Regions from separate parts of the Mus musculus genome. Here regions 2, 3 and 4 are each linked to region 1. Evidence: chromatin contacts called from public promoter capture Hi-C data. All regions are on one chromosome and are shown on one strand. The core of a region is the stretch at or near the end of the contact, and the rest is flanking DNA. Distances in the headings are between cores, read along the strand shown.

The links. Promoter capture Hi-C pulls out the DNA fragments that hold promoters and counts their contacts.
Region 2: a contact with region 1 is called in a promoter capture Hi-C map of second pharyngeal arch cranial neural crest. The contact joins the promoter of 6030407O03Rik here to the promoter of Xrcc5 in region 1. A contact is called at or near these places in 3 of 39 promoter capture datasets (cranial neural crest, pre-B cells and second pharyngeal arch cranial neural crest), 1 of 15 datasets of contacts at CTCF or cohesin (stem cell-derived epiblast-like cells), 3 of 484 Hi-C or Micro-C datasets (the N1E-115 cell line and uterus) and 3 of 115 datasets of contacts at active chromatin or transcription factors (embryonic forebrain and stem cell-derived neural progenitor cells).
Region 3: a promoter capture Hi-C map of the HPC-7 cell line shows a contact between it and region 1, with 2.5 times the contacts expected there. The contact joins the promoter of Tmbim1 here to the promoter of Xrcc5 in region 1. A contact is called at or near these places in 2 of 39 promoter capture datasets (the HPC-7 cell line and liver).
Region 4: a contact with region 1 is called in a promoter capture Hi-C map of liver, with 2.9 times the contacts expected there. The contact joins the enhancer-like site here to the promoter of Xrcc5 in region 1. A contact is called at or near these places in 3 of 39 promoter capture datasets (the 3T3-L1 cell line, liver and pre-B cells) and 3 of 115 datasets of contacts at active chromatin or transcription factors (astrocytes, embryonic stem cells and stem cell-derived neural progenitor cells).

Annotation. Positions count from the first base shown.
Region 1 is chr1:72,305,446-72,309,338 of GRCm38.p6, forward strand. It overlaps Xrcc5 (X-ray repair complementing defective repair in Chinese hamster cells 5), which reads left to right and starts at 1,976. Exons shown (of 21, transcript NM_009533.2): 1 at 1,976-2,122. The coding sequence starts at 2,102.
Region 2 is chr1:73,862,059-73,865,946 of GRCm38.p6, forward strand. 6030407O03Rik (RIKEN cDNA 6030407O03 gene) reads right to left here and starts at 2,408. Exons shown (of 9, transcript NR_045311.1): 1 at 2,317-2,408; 2 at 601-1,058.
Region 3 is chr1:74,302,732-74,306,284 of GRCm38.p6, forward strand. It overlaps Tmbim1 (transmembrane BAX inhibitor motif containing 1), which reads right to left and starts at 1,605. Exons shown (of 12, transcript NM_027154.5): 1 at 1,392-1,605. All of the region lies in intron 2 of Pnkd (paroxysmal nonkinesiogenic dyskinesia), which reads left to right.
Region 4 is chr1:74,082,984-74,086,384 of GRCm38.p6, forward strand. The region is part of intron 1 of Tns1 (tensin 1); the gene reads right to left. Among named protein-coding and RNA genes, the nearest start is that of Gm31637, 11 kb to the right of the region's middle. Within about 2 kb of position 1,553, at least 101 of the 459 cell types and tissues checked have an H3K27ac peak or open chromatin away from gene starts, as enhancers often do. A contact at or near this core is called in embryonic stem cells, where this site is marked.

The DNA.
Region 1 (3,893 bases), core at 726-3,225:
GCATTAATCATGTTTGTTCTTTCCCCCTGGATTAAAGGAAGCTTTTTTTTAGAGCAAGCAATGCTTAAACTCCATGCATTTTCAGGACCATGGTCTTCTAACTGCTTAGAAGTGGGTGGTTCTTGAGACTTCCATAAAGATTGTGTAGATGCAAACAAGGACAGCTACTAGAACCTCTTTTTATTTTTCCTAGGAAACAGACTTGTATTGGAAGTGTGTGTGTGTGTGTGTGTGTGTGTGTGTGTCTGTAGAAACGAGGGAGTAAAAGAAACAGAAGGGATGGAGGGAGGGAGAGAGAAGGAGGAGGGGAGAGAGGGGGAAAAAGAGAAGAGGGAGAGAGGAAGAGAAAAGAGAGACTCTATCCGAGATGGAACTATGACACAGCTTGCAAACATTCTCTGTGGTAAAGCCCTAGTAACTCTAAAGATGAACCATAGTAAAACTATAACTAGAAATAACGTTTCAGTTTCAAAAAATTCTCTAGTCTGAATAAAAGCATGGAAGAGTCCTCTGGGTGCGAAGTGTCTGTCTAGACACCACTGTGTTTATTTTAAAATTTTTATTTGTTTATTTTCTGTGTATGAGTGTTTTGCCCGTATGTAGGTTTGTGTATCACATGGGTGCCTGGTGTCCTCAGAACCCAGAAGAGGGTATGGGATCCTCTGGAACAGGAGTTACTGATGGCCGTGAGCTGTAATATGTGAACTGAACCCCAGTCCTGTTCAAGAGCAGCGAATGTATTTAACTGTTGAGCCATCTCTCGAACCCTATCAGCTTCGATTTTTAAACCTTCATTCCCTGAAGGCTTCTTCAAAAATTCTCCAAATCATATCAATTTTAGTGCCTGTTTTCTTGGGACCATTTTCAACAAAAGAGAATCTGATTGAACGTTTCCCACATTGAACAGAGGTTTGCAGACATTTTCCAGGTCTCTGGACCTTTTGTCCAACCACCTGCAGCTTGTGAGTCATTTTTGTATAGAAAACAGGCAGTTTCTGTGCAAGGGTTATCAGAAGGGAAGAACTGCAGGGCAATTTCCTTGCAAATGAGTGGTGAACACTCACGGGAATTGACAGCCTCCATCTCTAGAAAAGGGCATCTTTCCCAGCCACAGACACGCCAGGGTAGTAGGAAATTCTTCCCAGAGGCTAAGGTGTTTTAACCACTTTGTCTGTAGAGTTGAATGCCTTTCCTACTTTTTCTTCCTTTTTAAAGATTTATTTATTTATTTAATATATGTGAGTACACTGTAGCTGTCTTCAGACACACCAGAAGAGGGCATCAGATCCCATTACAGATGGTTGTGAGCCATCTTTTTCTTTTAACTCGGTGAACTCTCACTCTTCTCTTTGGACGTTGATCTAAGGTCATCGTGTTCATGGTTTTTTTTTTTTTAGTATCATATTTAGAAGGCCTTTAGAGGAGTTAAGTGACTTCGTGGATTCATCTTACACAGGGGACTTTTAACTCCAGAGTGCCAATACAAATTGCTAGCGAAAGGGATTATTATCAATTGAGTAATAGCAATTATTATTTTTTTTTTAGTTTTAAAAATCATGTATGCACGCGGCTGCATGTGGGTATGTGCATTGAGTGGAGGCCAGAAGAGGGCGTCAGATCCGCGGAAGGCTGATGTAGGTGCTGGGCTTTGAAATACCCTTGCGAAAACAGTACACATTCCTAACCTGGGACCCTTTCCCTTTAACCCCCTATTTACTTTTTTACTATTAAACTTGTTATTTTAAATTTATTTATTTACTTATTGTGATGTGTGGGACACGTGGAGATCAGAGGGCAACTTGTGGAATTGGTTCTTTTTCTCCACAATATGGGTGCCTGGAGCTTGAATGGGCTCGTCAGGCTTGATGACAAATGTCTTAGACGGCAGAGCCATTTCTCCAGCCCAGTACTGACTGGCTTTTAGCGGCTCAGAGAACAAAGCCTTGCCTAAGGAGGCAGGGAGAGAATTCTGCGCATGCTCAGAGCCCATGGCTTCCCCGCCTTGCACGCGGGACGTCTGGATCTGTGGGTTGCCCGGAACTGAGTTGCGACACTCTAGGTTTCCGCCCGGAAAAAGTAATCAAATCACCTGAGGACCAGCATGGCGTGGTCCGGTAATAAGGTACCGAGAGCAGGGCCTTTTGCCTTTCCTAAGCCGGGGATCTCTAGAGGGTGGAAGCTGTGGGAATCGCAGCTGAGTCAGCACTGAAGGATGGATGCTCAAAACGAAAGACTTGGGGTTCGGAGTTCTGCATTTGAGTCTTGTGCACCTTCACGCTTCCGAAATCCTCCCTCCTGCTTCTCCAGCCTCTCACCCTTCCCTCCTCCCTCGTTGCTTCAGTTTACTTTCTATCCACGCCACCTGCTAACACAGACGTCCTTTATTGCTTCCGAACCTGGGTTCTAAAAATCTTTGTAAGTTATCGAGGATAGATCCCCTACATGCCAGGCTCGTAAAACTTCAGAGGGGTTTTGTGATTCTGTGAATGAAATAACTCAAGGTGTAATATTACGTAATATTATGACCTTCATAATAATTTAAAAATCTCGAATTTATTGAAAGCTTACTGTGTGAGGCACAACTAAGCCCTTTATTCCTATTTAATTAAATCTTCACACCAAACCGTGAGACGACCATTATTACCCTTAGCTTGTCAGTAGGAGAACCAAGCAAGACATGAAGAACTGAAGTGATTAGAACGTGGTCACCCTTTCCATGAGTGGTAACATGTGAATGGGAATTCATTCGGAGCTCTGAAAGAAAAGCAAAACAGAATGCTCAATTTCTAAGAATCTATGATCTTAGAATCCTAGATTAATAATGGAAATTACTGTAAACTTTAGAGAGGTTGTTTTTGATCACTAGAGAGAGATGCAATGGCAAGGATCCATTCATTCGTTTAATACAAACAAGATAGGGGTTCAATAACGGAGCTCTGTTTTCCTCCACCCCCATTTGGGAATTTGATGAAATTATGAACCCATAATGATGTTGCTCGCTTCCTTTGTTCCTCTGCCTTCAGTTGCTGAGAACTTTGTAGCTCCCGTGAAGGACTTACTGTGGCAGATGTACTTGATAAAATTCTAGCAGGTTGTATTGCTTCAGTGTGGTAATGAAGAGCTGCAGTACCCTCCCAGTTTGTCTTCCCTGGTTTTCTTACTGCTTCCAAAGACTTTAAATTATCATAAACCATTCTTCCAGACCAGAATTTACACTGTCAAACTCTTTGATGCCTTACTCTGAATCTCTAATTCTTGACAAAAGACTCCCAGTCTTTTAGTGTTTGCTACTTTAAAAGTAGATTTGTGGCCGCCTATTAAAGGAACACAGCCAGCATATTTTGTGATGCCTACATTTAAAAAAAAAAAAGATTTTTATGCTGAAGGAATCACTGTGGGATGTAATTTGAATTCCTCTCAAAGGTATTCTGTAGTTTATTAATGTTCATCCCAAGATAGGTTGTTGTTGTTTCTGAAACCTGTTAAATTTCAGAGTGTCATGTGATTCCATTCTTTATGAACTAAGGGAAACTAGTATTTCCTTTGAGTGTTGCAAAAACGTCAAAATTGGGGGCTCATCCCCCACTATAGGAGCTGGTCCAAGTTTTCCAAACACCTCTAGAGTCAGATGATGACCGTCTTAACTGGTCACTTTTCAGTCTTTGTCGCCTAAGATGATGCCCAGAACAGCTCACATTCTGTCTGGTCAGCACAAAAGCACGGATGAGACTGGTAGGATCAGGACTGTTAATTCTGCAAACAGCTTTAGACCTCATCAAGCCCAACATCTTACTGCCTGACTGAACTAACAGTGAGGTTAAGTGACATTGCCTAGGGGTCAGAGCTAATTAGAGGAGATAGGACTAGACCCAGGTCTCTGGATTACTAACCTA
Region 2 (3,888 bases), core at 1,158-3,657, 1.6 Mb after region 1:
AGTACCCCCAGAGCTCCTTGGGACTAAACCACCAATCAAAGAAAACACATGGTGGGACTTGTGGCTCTAGCTGCATATGTAGCAGAGGATGGACTAGTCGGTCATCAATGGGAGGAGAGGCCCTAGGTCCAGTGAAGGGTCTATGCCCCAGTATAGGGAATGCCAGGGCCAAGAATGGGAGTGGGTGGGTTGGGGAGCAGGGGATAGGGAATTTTCAGAAGGAAAACCAGGAAAGGGGATAATATTTGAAATGTAAATAAAGAAAATATCTAATAAAGAAAAAAAAAGGCAAAGTCACAGGAAAAAGGCAAACCTCCACAAAGCTGAGAGAGTGCATGCAACTAATACTTTGTAAGGCCTGGCCCTGAAACATGTCCCTTCCCGTGAGGGACAGCTGGCTAGGAAGTCTCACCCAGACCCCTGATCATGAGTGAAGAACCTCAAGGATAGTAGAATACTGGCAGCTTGCCTAAGCTAAGAGTCTTTTCAAATAAGGCTTTCACAAACTGCAAACGTTTAGAAATCAAAGCATCTCTTTAAGCAGCAGAAGGCAAATGAGGCCCCATCCCCCACTCCTCCCCTTCCCAGTCTGCTCCGCACCTCCCATCAATGGCTAGGGGACCTTAACACCTCTAAAGATGCAGGCTATAAAGAAGACAAACTGCTAAGCTTCCCGCCTCCGTGGACAAAGGATTGCAGACTGCCAGGGAAATTTTCAGACAGAGGTCCGGAAGTCAGAGCGACCAGCTGAGTGTCTGGCACCTGAGGCCACACCTAGGCATACGCAGGGTACTGCACGCTCCAGGCCTGGTCTGAGGCCAGCACGTTCTCTTGTGCACGTCTGCACTGCCTAACAAGATCTGGCCTCTGCCTTCCTCTGCTTGGGCCTCTCAGGGCCTCTCCGCACGGGTAGACACTACCCCCTGGTGGGCTTGGGCGCCCTGTGCAGGCCTTCAGGTCTTGGCCTCCAGAAGAGTTTGGTTTTCCTAAAAGAAGCCCCATCACGGAAGCTGTTGGGGGACTGGGATTCCATGGTGTGGGTGAGGGCCTCCGGGATCCTAGAAGAAGCGAAAGAAAGAAGCAGAGGTTTGGTGTTGCTCGCTAGCACTCTGAGATAGCGATGGAGCAACAGGAAGGTGACAGCGGCGGAGCTTTCTAGATATCGACACCTGTTGTGGGAAAGGAAAGCACTCCCTGCTGGCCAGAGGGGAAACTGAGACTGAGCCGTCACTTGAAGCCTGGGACTGAGGGATGATGGGACATGAAGCTGAGTGGTCCTTTAAACTTAGCAAATAAAAATCTGGAGACTGTAAATCTTTCGTTTACGATTAACAGTGAATGCTCTTTAGCAATGTACTAGCCATGCACAGCGAGCAGGGTATCTGTGCAAAGAGCCAGGGAACTAACTGATGCTGCATTGGAGATTACAGAGGAGTTGGGGATACAGGTGGAATGCCCCAAATTAACCTGTAAGCCTCACCTGCCCCGTTCATTAACCAGTTCACTAGTTAAAGCTACTAGGTCTCTTCTTAAAAGAAGACAAACAGGTTCGCCTTGCCCATGAGCTTCATATTAAAGAATAAACAGGTTTCAGATGGTTTCTGCTAAAGAAGCCTGCTTTACAATGACTGCTTTCAATAACGAGTACTTATGTCTTTGGTAAATGACTAGATGAAAAAATTTCGTTCTGAAATATATAAAGATTTGAGAATAAAAAAAACTTGAATAAGTTATAAGGATCTCAAAAATGATTGTGGATATATAGAAATAAAAAAGGTTTCGGATTCCTTTTCCATTCTATGCTGTTATTGCCCTGAAATTTGGGGGGGGGGGGTGTCAGGATTTGATGAAGTACCAGCTGTTTTACTACTCAGTCACAAGCTCAGGATTTTGAGTTTTCTTTGGTTATCTTCTAGATATAGACTTAGAGGTGCTTTTTATTGGGTTAAAATATCTCTATCCAATTATACACCTGGCTCTTTAAACAGAAAAAAATTTTTTTCATGTTCAGAGAAAAATGCTACAGTTCTTACTAAGACTCAAAGGCGTAAGTCTGCTGCTTCACAGAGTCCCATCAACTGCTTTCCCTACCATGTGAATTTCAATAAAATGGCAACGCTGATCTATCTCCTTTTATGAACTGAAAATTCGCATGAGCTTCAGGGAATCAGAGAAGTCGTAAGACTTGGATCCACCTACCAGAGTCAAATGGACTCCGGACAGTACAGCCTGAGTTTCTGTATCTGTCTGTCCCTAAGAATGGAGTTTCCCCTGGTCTTGGGATTCCTCCCCCTCCCCGGTAACACAAAAATTTACCTTCTGTCCCGAGTCTATATTTGTCTCAACAGATTTTCACTTGGCTGACAGACTTCATCCAGGGATGCAAACTGCAGAGCTCTGGACTTGCTGAAAATTATGTAAACCAGTCCAGCCAACATGATTGCTCCTTGTGCCTTCAGCTGGATCAGCCAATCCAGTGCTTCTGACAAATGCCCCATTGTCCAGCCTTTCACTAGCCTCTCAGTCTTCTGGGGCCCTGGCAACAACACCCTAATGTCAGCTGGAAGTAGTTACGGAAGAAAATATGTTGTCTGTTACCCCACCTAACAGGCTGAAAATGCTAAGTCAAAGAGAAACTCTGTGGCATAGAGGACAAAATGGCTACCTATAAGCTGACTGACACATCAGAAAAATGGGCCCAGATTTGTCAACTCGTAGATTTATTAACTAAAATAGTTCTACAATATGATAGGATACTTAACCTGCTTTATGCAAAATAAAAAGTATTATGTGCCTTTAAAAATATTTCTATACAAATCATTCAGGACTATAATTTGGCTGTACTCAAGAAACATTGCAAAAAGGGACCTGAGATAAAATAAATGACTGGTTTCCCATCCATGTCCAGGCTCCTTCTAGATAGTAACTCTAATGGTTAGTAGATCTAAAATATAAACAAGTACCCATCATAGGATCAAAGACTTGAGAGGCAACACCAGGGGGAATGTAATGCCCAAATTTAACCTGTAAGCCCTATCTGCTCAGGACAACAGGTAACTTCCTAGAATGCTGGGAACTGTAGTTCTTGGAAAATAACAAAGCCTCATGGGAAAGTACCATGACCTATAGGTTTGTCCTTATAAACCCCTTCAACATAACCCAGGGCTCAAGGCCACTCTCTGCTGAGAAATTTCAGGAATGGTCCTGACCAAAGCCCTTATCTTGGTCAGTATTTAATATTTAATAAAGCTTGCTTTTAAGCTTGCCCCAAAATGGTGAGATTGGTTTTGCTTCAACGAATCTCATGATTAACATAGCAAATAAGCAATATACTAGGAATGGTGATCCCAGTATCTCCCAAAGAGATAGAAGTGGGACATACAGGAGATAGAGCAACAACAAAAACAGGAGTCAGAGAGAGAAGAGGGAGGGGGGGTAGGAAGAGAAGAAGGAAAGGGAGACTATTATGGTCTGTATGCTTTTGTCTATCCAAGGGTCATACACTGAAACTCTAACGCCGATAGGATAGTATTAGGAGGTGGGGCTTTGAAGGGTAATTAGGTTTAATGAGATGGTGGGGGGTGGACCCCATGATACCATTTGTGTCTTTATAAGAAGTAGATCAGAGCTTACTGTCTCCATCTTGTCAGTGTAACTGGCCCTGCAGAAATGAAGACATTCTAAAGAGACAATTATGTCTCTTGCTCTATAAGACGACGGAAGCAATGGACCCCAGAGAAATGAGGGCTTCCCCAGGAATTTTATTCTGGGAGAAAAATAGGGCACCAGCCAAAAGGGGGAACTCATCTCCGGAAACAGACTTCACACAGTTCTAAGGACTTGTGAGACCTCCTTACAGAATGAGAGGTGAAGCCCAGTGACGTCAGT
Region 3 (3,553 bases), core at 355-2,854, 2.0 Mb after region 1:
CCCTGAAGTCAGACAGGAAATCAGGACCCTTGAAGCAATGGTCTCACCTCCCTTGAAACTATAAAGCAAGACCAGGGCCCCATGACTGGAGAGGTAAGAACAGGCAAGTGAAGAGGAGAGGGAGTATGGTGGCCTGTTTAAGGCAGACAAAGCAGCACAAAGAAGCACCTGGCTTGCCCAGCCACCACTGGCCAGGCCAAAGACACCAGCTTTGAAACCAAAGCTCACCACTGAGATAAATATTTCAGAGTCTCAGAGAACCAGACACCTGCCAGACCTTCCATGACAGCTCTCCCCACTTATCCGGTGTTTAGGTTGACCCTCAGCCCCATGGGTACCACCACCCATAGGCCACAGTGGAGTGAGTGACTGGGGAAGGATGCCCCGGGGAACAAGACCTGGTGAAGACAGTCCAGGCTCTGCCTTGGCAGAGAGCCTTCCATTCCTTCCTCCTTTTCTGGTTCCCTCCTGGCCCTCCCAAACCTGCTTTCCCTTTTCCCATTTCCCTGTTTCTTTTTTTTTTTTTTTTTTTTTTTTATTTTTTATTCTGACCTAAAGAGGTCACCAGGGCCAGGCAAGACAGCTTTCACCTGTAATACTCCCAGCACTTAAGGATCTGAGGCAACAAGTTCAAGGCTTGACTGGGCTACTGAGTGAAACTGTCTCAAATAAATAAATAAATAAATAAATAAATAAATAAATAAACCAACCAACCAACCAACCAACCAACCAACCAACCACAGTTCATCAGCTTGACTGTACTTTCTGGTAGGCTTCTGAATTACAGAGCAAAGGAACAGGAGCAGGCCAGGTTAGGAGTAGGAATGGCTTCTTCTTTAGACCTTAGGTTGGCCCGCTGGCTTCTCTGAGCTAGGGCTCCCTCCTCCCACCCCCCACCTTAGACAGATTCTCATCACCAGTTTTTACGCAGCCTGGTGACGCCAGGGCAAGCTCGAACAGCCCCGGGTGGGTTCCAAGCCTCTGGCTGGCTCCCTCCCTCCCTCTCCCCACCAGCTGAGGACCATGACCGCCTCCATTCTCACTTGCTGCACGGCCACTCTGGGGCCCCGGAGTGGGGGACACGTCCTCAGACAAACAAGCCACTCAGCCACTGAGAGGAGCACCCTACAAGAAGCGGGTCAGCTCGCGGGTGCGCACCGAATGCGGTTGCGCCACAAGCCCGGGCCATATGTCCTGCCCGGGCGCACATGGAAAGTGAAGACCGGAACAGGCAGAACGAAAGGACCCTAGCCTGGCTCCGGAGCACGACCGGAGTCGGCCCGCGCGTGCCAGAAAAGTTCGGGCGCCTGGGCGCAGCGCCGCCCCAGGCCACTTCCATTCCCCGCCGGTCTCGGGTCCCCACCTCCAACGGCCGCAGCCCCCTCACTTGCCTGCGCTGTTCCGGACCGTGAGATCCGCCTGGGCCTCCGGGCGCTGGCGAGGACTGGGCTGGGCCGGGCTGGACTGGGGCTCCGTGCCCCGCCCCGTCTCTCTCCGCCGCCAGTGGGGAGGAGCCGCCCGGCACCCCGAGACCTCCAGGGAGCGCTGGGGTCCCCTCCAGACCTCAACCACGACCCAGGTGTGAGTGGTTCACATTTACTGGAAGCAACGCCGGTTCGCAGCGAAAACCCAAACTCACTGGGAAAAAAATAACTTCTTTCCATGAATTCCAGACTCCACCCCAGTAAGAAGTGCTATTTATGCGTCATCAGTGCCTACATATCAGCGATTTGCGCTAGGGGCTTTAGAGCTAATCCTGTTGTCTTAAAAGTTGTTATTGGGTTTGTTTTTTTGTTTGTTTGTATTCTGGGTAAAAGAGCGATGTCGCTATGTACCTCAGGCTGGTCTCCAGCACTTGTCACCCGGCCTCAGCCCAAGTGTTGCAATTACTGACCCTGGTTTCACATAGTCAGATTTCACTGATTTTTTTTCCCTCTTTTTCTTTTTTGTCACTAACTGATCTTCAGCACTTTCGGTCTAGGGGCGTAGGTCAGTGGTAGATCTCTGGCTTTCCATGTGAGAGACCCAGCTGGGTTTCATCCCCATGCCAGGAAAACCAAACAACAAAAGAATAGTTTCAATGATGCACAATATTGTATCACATGGCTATGCTATGTTTATATCAATTCATTCTTAAAACTTCTTATTTCGTGAAAAAAAAATTTAAGTCACAAAAAAAAGAAAGAAAAAAAAAGAAAAGAAAAATTTAAGTCACAAAAAAGTCTGTGGTGACTAAGAATTCTGTGCTTGTAAGCTAACCGCCCTTTTCAAATGTAAAACTTCAAACACAGGCATGAGACTCCGAAGCTATGCTTGGAATCAGTCATGTGTCACTTAATGACAGGGATGTGCTAGGTTAGGAAATTTCTGTTTTGCAAACCTCATGGTGTGTTTACACTAACAGCTCACTATGTGTGACTGGGAAGTAAAAATAATCTTATAGCAGTTGGCAGTATGCTGGCTTAGGGTGCGAGCAGTCCTGGGTTCCATCTCCAGCACTGCATAAACAGTGGAAGTGGCATGTGCCCGTAATGCCAGATATTTTGGGAATGTTAATAATAAAATAACTTACCTCAAAGAGGTTAAGAGGAGCCAAATATGTGGCCATGGTCAGAGAAAACCAATATAGGTTATCCAAAAGTCTGTGTTCCAACATGGGAATCGTTTGGTGAAGTTTTGAGGAGGTTGGAAAGTCATCTTAATTAGGGTTTTATTGCTGTAAACAAACACCATGACCAAGGCAGCTCTTATAAGGACAGCATTTAATTGGAGCTGACTTACAGGTTCAGAGGTTCAGGCAATTATCATCAAGGCGGCATCCAGGCAGGCGTGGTGCAGGAGGAGCTGAGAGTTCTAAGTCTTCATCTGAAAGTCACTAGAAGACTGGCTTCCAGGCAGCTAGGATGAAGGTCCTAAAGCCCATGCCCACAGTGACACACTTCCTCCAACAATGCCACACCTACTCTAACAAGGCCAAACCTCCAAATAGTGCCACTCCCTGGGCCAAGTACATTCAAACCACCACAGGGGTGTTTTGATTTGGTTTTGGTTTTGTTTTAAGGGTCTCACCATGTAACTCTAGTTGACTTGGGATTCAGTATGGAGACTAGGCTACCCTGGAACTCAGAGAGACTGCCTACCTCTGCTTCTTGAGTGTTGGGATTAAAGGTGTGCATAACCATACTAAGTTTGATAAAGTTTTTATATCGGTAGAAAAGAAAGTGTTAGTTGAGGCACTTTTCAAATGGACATTTGGAAAAACTAAGTAGGAAGTTATAGCAAAATGGATCATCTCAACTATAGCTCTAGGCCTCAGGGCTGTGTGATGAGACTCAGCCTTTGGGTTGATAGAAGGGTTTCATCTATTAGTCACTGAATGTTAGGCCACAGAGGTAGGCAAGGAATGGCTATTTAGGGGCTGAAGACAACCCAAGATCAATTGTAACGAGGCTCTGGACCAGCAAACATTCCACCCTCTACACAGTCACTGGAATTCTAGTCTCTTAATCAGCCTGCTCAAAGGCTCTGGTGAGCATTCGGTTTCTTTCTAGGA
Region 4 (3,401 bases), core at 303-2,802, 1.8 Mb after region 1:
CAGGGCAGAGGTAAAAGCAAAGCAAGAAGAGGTTGAAGGCGTCAGCAGCGCCTCCTGGTGGTCATACTGAGCAGCAGCACTCCCCGAGCCGGTCCTAAATACCCCCCAGCTCCAGCCAGGAGTCTACCATTCCAGTCTACTGCCTGGGTTCAGTGAGGGTAGGGGCCTCCATCCCCTTCCAGTCTGCTGTCTCTCCTCCCACTTTCTCATCTCAGAGTTTGGTTGTCAGATTTCCTGGTCAATTTTGTCAGACATACTGGGGAGGGGCCCCAGCCATGGTGTGGGGTGGGAGGTGGAACAGAGAGGGAACTTGCAGTCCAGTTGGAGAGTGATGTGAGGGAGGCAGGCAGGAAGTCCCAGGCCTCTTTCTTCCTCCCCACTTAAAGAAACAGAATTTGACATTCTAGATAACCTTCCAAAACTCCCCTCCCTATACCCCCAAGTCCAGCCCTTTTCCCAAAGCCTAAGGAAAAGTCCCTTTTCCCAGAGCTCTGGAGTCCTTACAGCCTAGTGGGTAGGAGGGGGCAAGTGACGCCTTCCAGGCTGTTAAGAGACTATCCAGACTCATGCCTGGGACTGTGATACCACTGTCCCATCTGTCCTGGAAAACCTGAGTCTATAAACTTGCCCACAGTGGACCCGGAGGGCTAATGGGTGGTTCCAGGACTCTGACCTCCTCTAAGCAGTTCTGGGTGACTTTCCCCTCATCTAGCTCTGATGGAAGAACAGGCCTGGAATACACTGGGGCTGTGTAGCCGAGTGCATTGACAACCTTCTCTGGACCTCAGTACAAGGCGAAGCTTCGAGCTGCGGAGGGAGGGGGTGTGCTGACAGCTGTGGGGAGCAGAGAATATGAGGACACGTTAGCCCCCTAAGGACAGACTATAAAAATCTGTGTGAGGAAAAGTCAGCTCCATCATCCCCAATGAGAAGCAGGCCTCAGCTTCCCACACTAGGAAGTAGGGTATCCAGGGATGCTATAGAAAGGCTCAACACGTGGATTCTAATGTCACAGGATGTTGGTGGAGATGGTTTAGGGTGGGTTAGCCTCCTCCCTCTGATACCCAAGGACGTCTCAACCCTACAGACCAGAGTCAGAGCTTGCTACAAGAGCAGATTGGTGTTTAAGTCTGGCTCACCCTGCCCCGCTCGCCCATCTGGGACTGCTCCCCAGGTCCAGGCAGAGGATGAGAGTGAGCCCCATAAAGCCCACAAGCCCATAAAACATGCAGTGCCATCCAAGGACGGTGGCTTGTTAGGACAACGATTGCTGTCTTCCTGACAGGCGGCAGACAGCCACATGGGGCACAGCCAGGCCCTGCCCTCCCTGGATTAACAGGCAAGCCCAGAGGCAGGAGACATGGCCACAATGAAGGGAGGGGTGTCCTGGTGGCTCCAGCACTGTCCCACCTCCCTGCAAGCCAGAGTCAGAGCAAGGGAGCAGGGAAGGGATCCAGCTGGAAGCCCTGCTCCCCAGCCCTCAAGCCCCAGCAGCAGAGGGCTTTCAAAGCCTAAGGCCTTGGCCCATCTCAGCCCTTCCCTCTCTCCATTCAGCCAGCCAGAGGGTGTGGCACAACTGGCTGGACCATCAGGGGCTCTAGCCAGGCCTTGGTCCTGGTTGGGAGGAACTGCTTGCAGACAACTCCCTTCCTCGAGGGGCAGAGAGGCAAAGGGCTGTGTGCTAAAGAGGTCCACCCACTGTGAGAAAACCCCCAGTTCTGCCCTCCTCTGAGGCTAAACAGCTCTGGGTGGCCAGAAAAGACAGAAGTCTTCTAGCCAGAGAGCTGGGCAGCCTGGGAGATGGGATGGCCAAAAGCTGAGATAGGCTTTACCCTCTCCCTGTGACCCGGCCACCAAGGTCCCCTAGCCCTTAGTCGGGGAGTCTTAGTGCCTGCTCTCAGGCTTCTTCCTCCAAACCTCACCTTCACGGACAACACAGAGTTGCCTCCCTCTTGGGCCCCCAATTAAGGGCCTGCCCATGTTCTTGGTCACCCTGGTGGAAAACTCTGAGTCACCCTCAGCCCCTCCCTGCCCTCCCCCACCCTCTCAGCAGCTCGTTGCCAGATCCCGTGACTTTTGCCTCCTAATTCTCTCCACAGACTGACTCTCTTTCTCTCTCTCTCTCTCTCTCTCTCTCTCCTGCTTTTCAATTCTGCTGCCTCTGACCCTTCTCAGCCTGGTCACTTCTGCCTAGGACTGTTGTCATAGCTTCCAGGACCTCTGAACACCAACTTCAACTTCAACTCTGCAGGGGCCATGACACCCTCAAATGTTTCCCCCAAGAAGTCCAGGGAGCATGTGGTACTCACGGGCAGGAGACTCGTCCTCTATGCCCATCCACTCTCCCTGCCCACTGCCCACTCTCAACTGTCTATTCCAAATCCACACAGGCTGTGACCCCATCCAAGGCCCACCCATTGCAGGCCCGAGCTATCATTCCATGTCTCAGTAGCCTTTTATAAACCTAGCAGTACTGGAGCTGGTGAGATGGTTCAGTGATTATGAGCACTGCCTGCTCTTCCAGAGGACCCAGGTTCAGTTCTCAGCATCCACATGGGATCTGACACCCTCACACAGACACACATACAGGCCAAACACTAATGCACATAAAATAAAAATAAATTGATTATTTTAAACAAACAGACAATAATAGCAGTACTGAGGACTGAAATCAGAATCGCGCCCCCACACTTCAGGCAAGCATTCTACCATGAAGGGACGTCCCCAACCCCTTGGTCTCCATTTTAAAGACAAGTTCAGCTTTCTCACACAAAAGCAGAACTAGAAGCCCTGGTCCCAGGTTCCGGTCCAACCCCCATGCTTGGCTCCTCGGTGTGAGCCATCCTGATCACTGTTCTATTCAGTATCTTCCTGGCAACATACTGTCATTTGGATGGCCCGGCTAACCTGACCCTCTCACCACACCTGGACTGCACAAAACTATCCAGGAACCAAATCCCCTCCAGCGCAGCCTTCTAGACCTCCTGCCTGATAGCTTTAAGCTTGCCAGTTAGATCTCCCAAGAGGAACCTGCTGAGACCCAGCCCAGGGCCTGCCTCCAACCCACCCACTTCACCTCCCCCATCTGTCTCTATCACTCCTCACCCTGGACACCTCCATTTCCATCTCCCTCCTCTCTTCTCTCCTCCCCCCTACCCCCCACCACCTCACCCCTCTTTCTCTCCCTTCCTTCCACCCTCCCCGGCTCTTTCCCAAGTTAGTCCCTGGTATTGCTGCATTAAAACCTTCTGCTTCCCTGAGTGAAGTCAGCTACAGAACCAGGAGGTCACAGAGATGTAGACATCTGAGGTCCATAAGCGGGGCCAGGTGCCATAGTGCAGCAGTTCCCTCCCTGAATCCTCGCAGTGACAGTGACTTCCATGAGGCTGAGGAACTGCCCA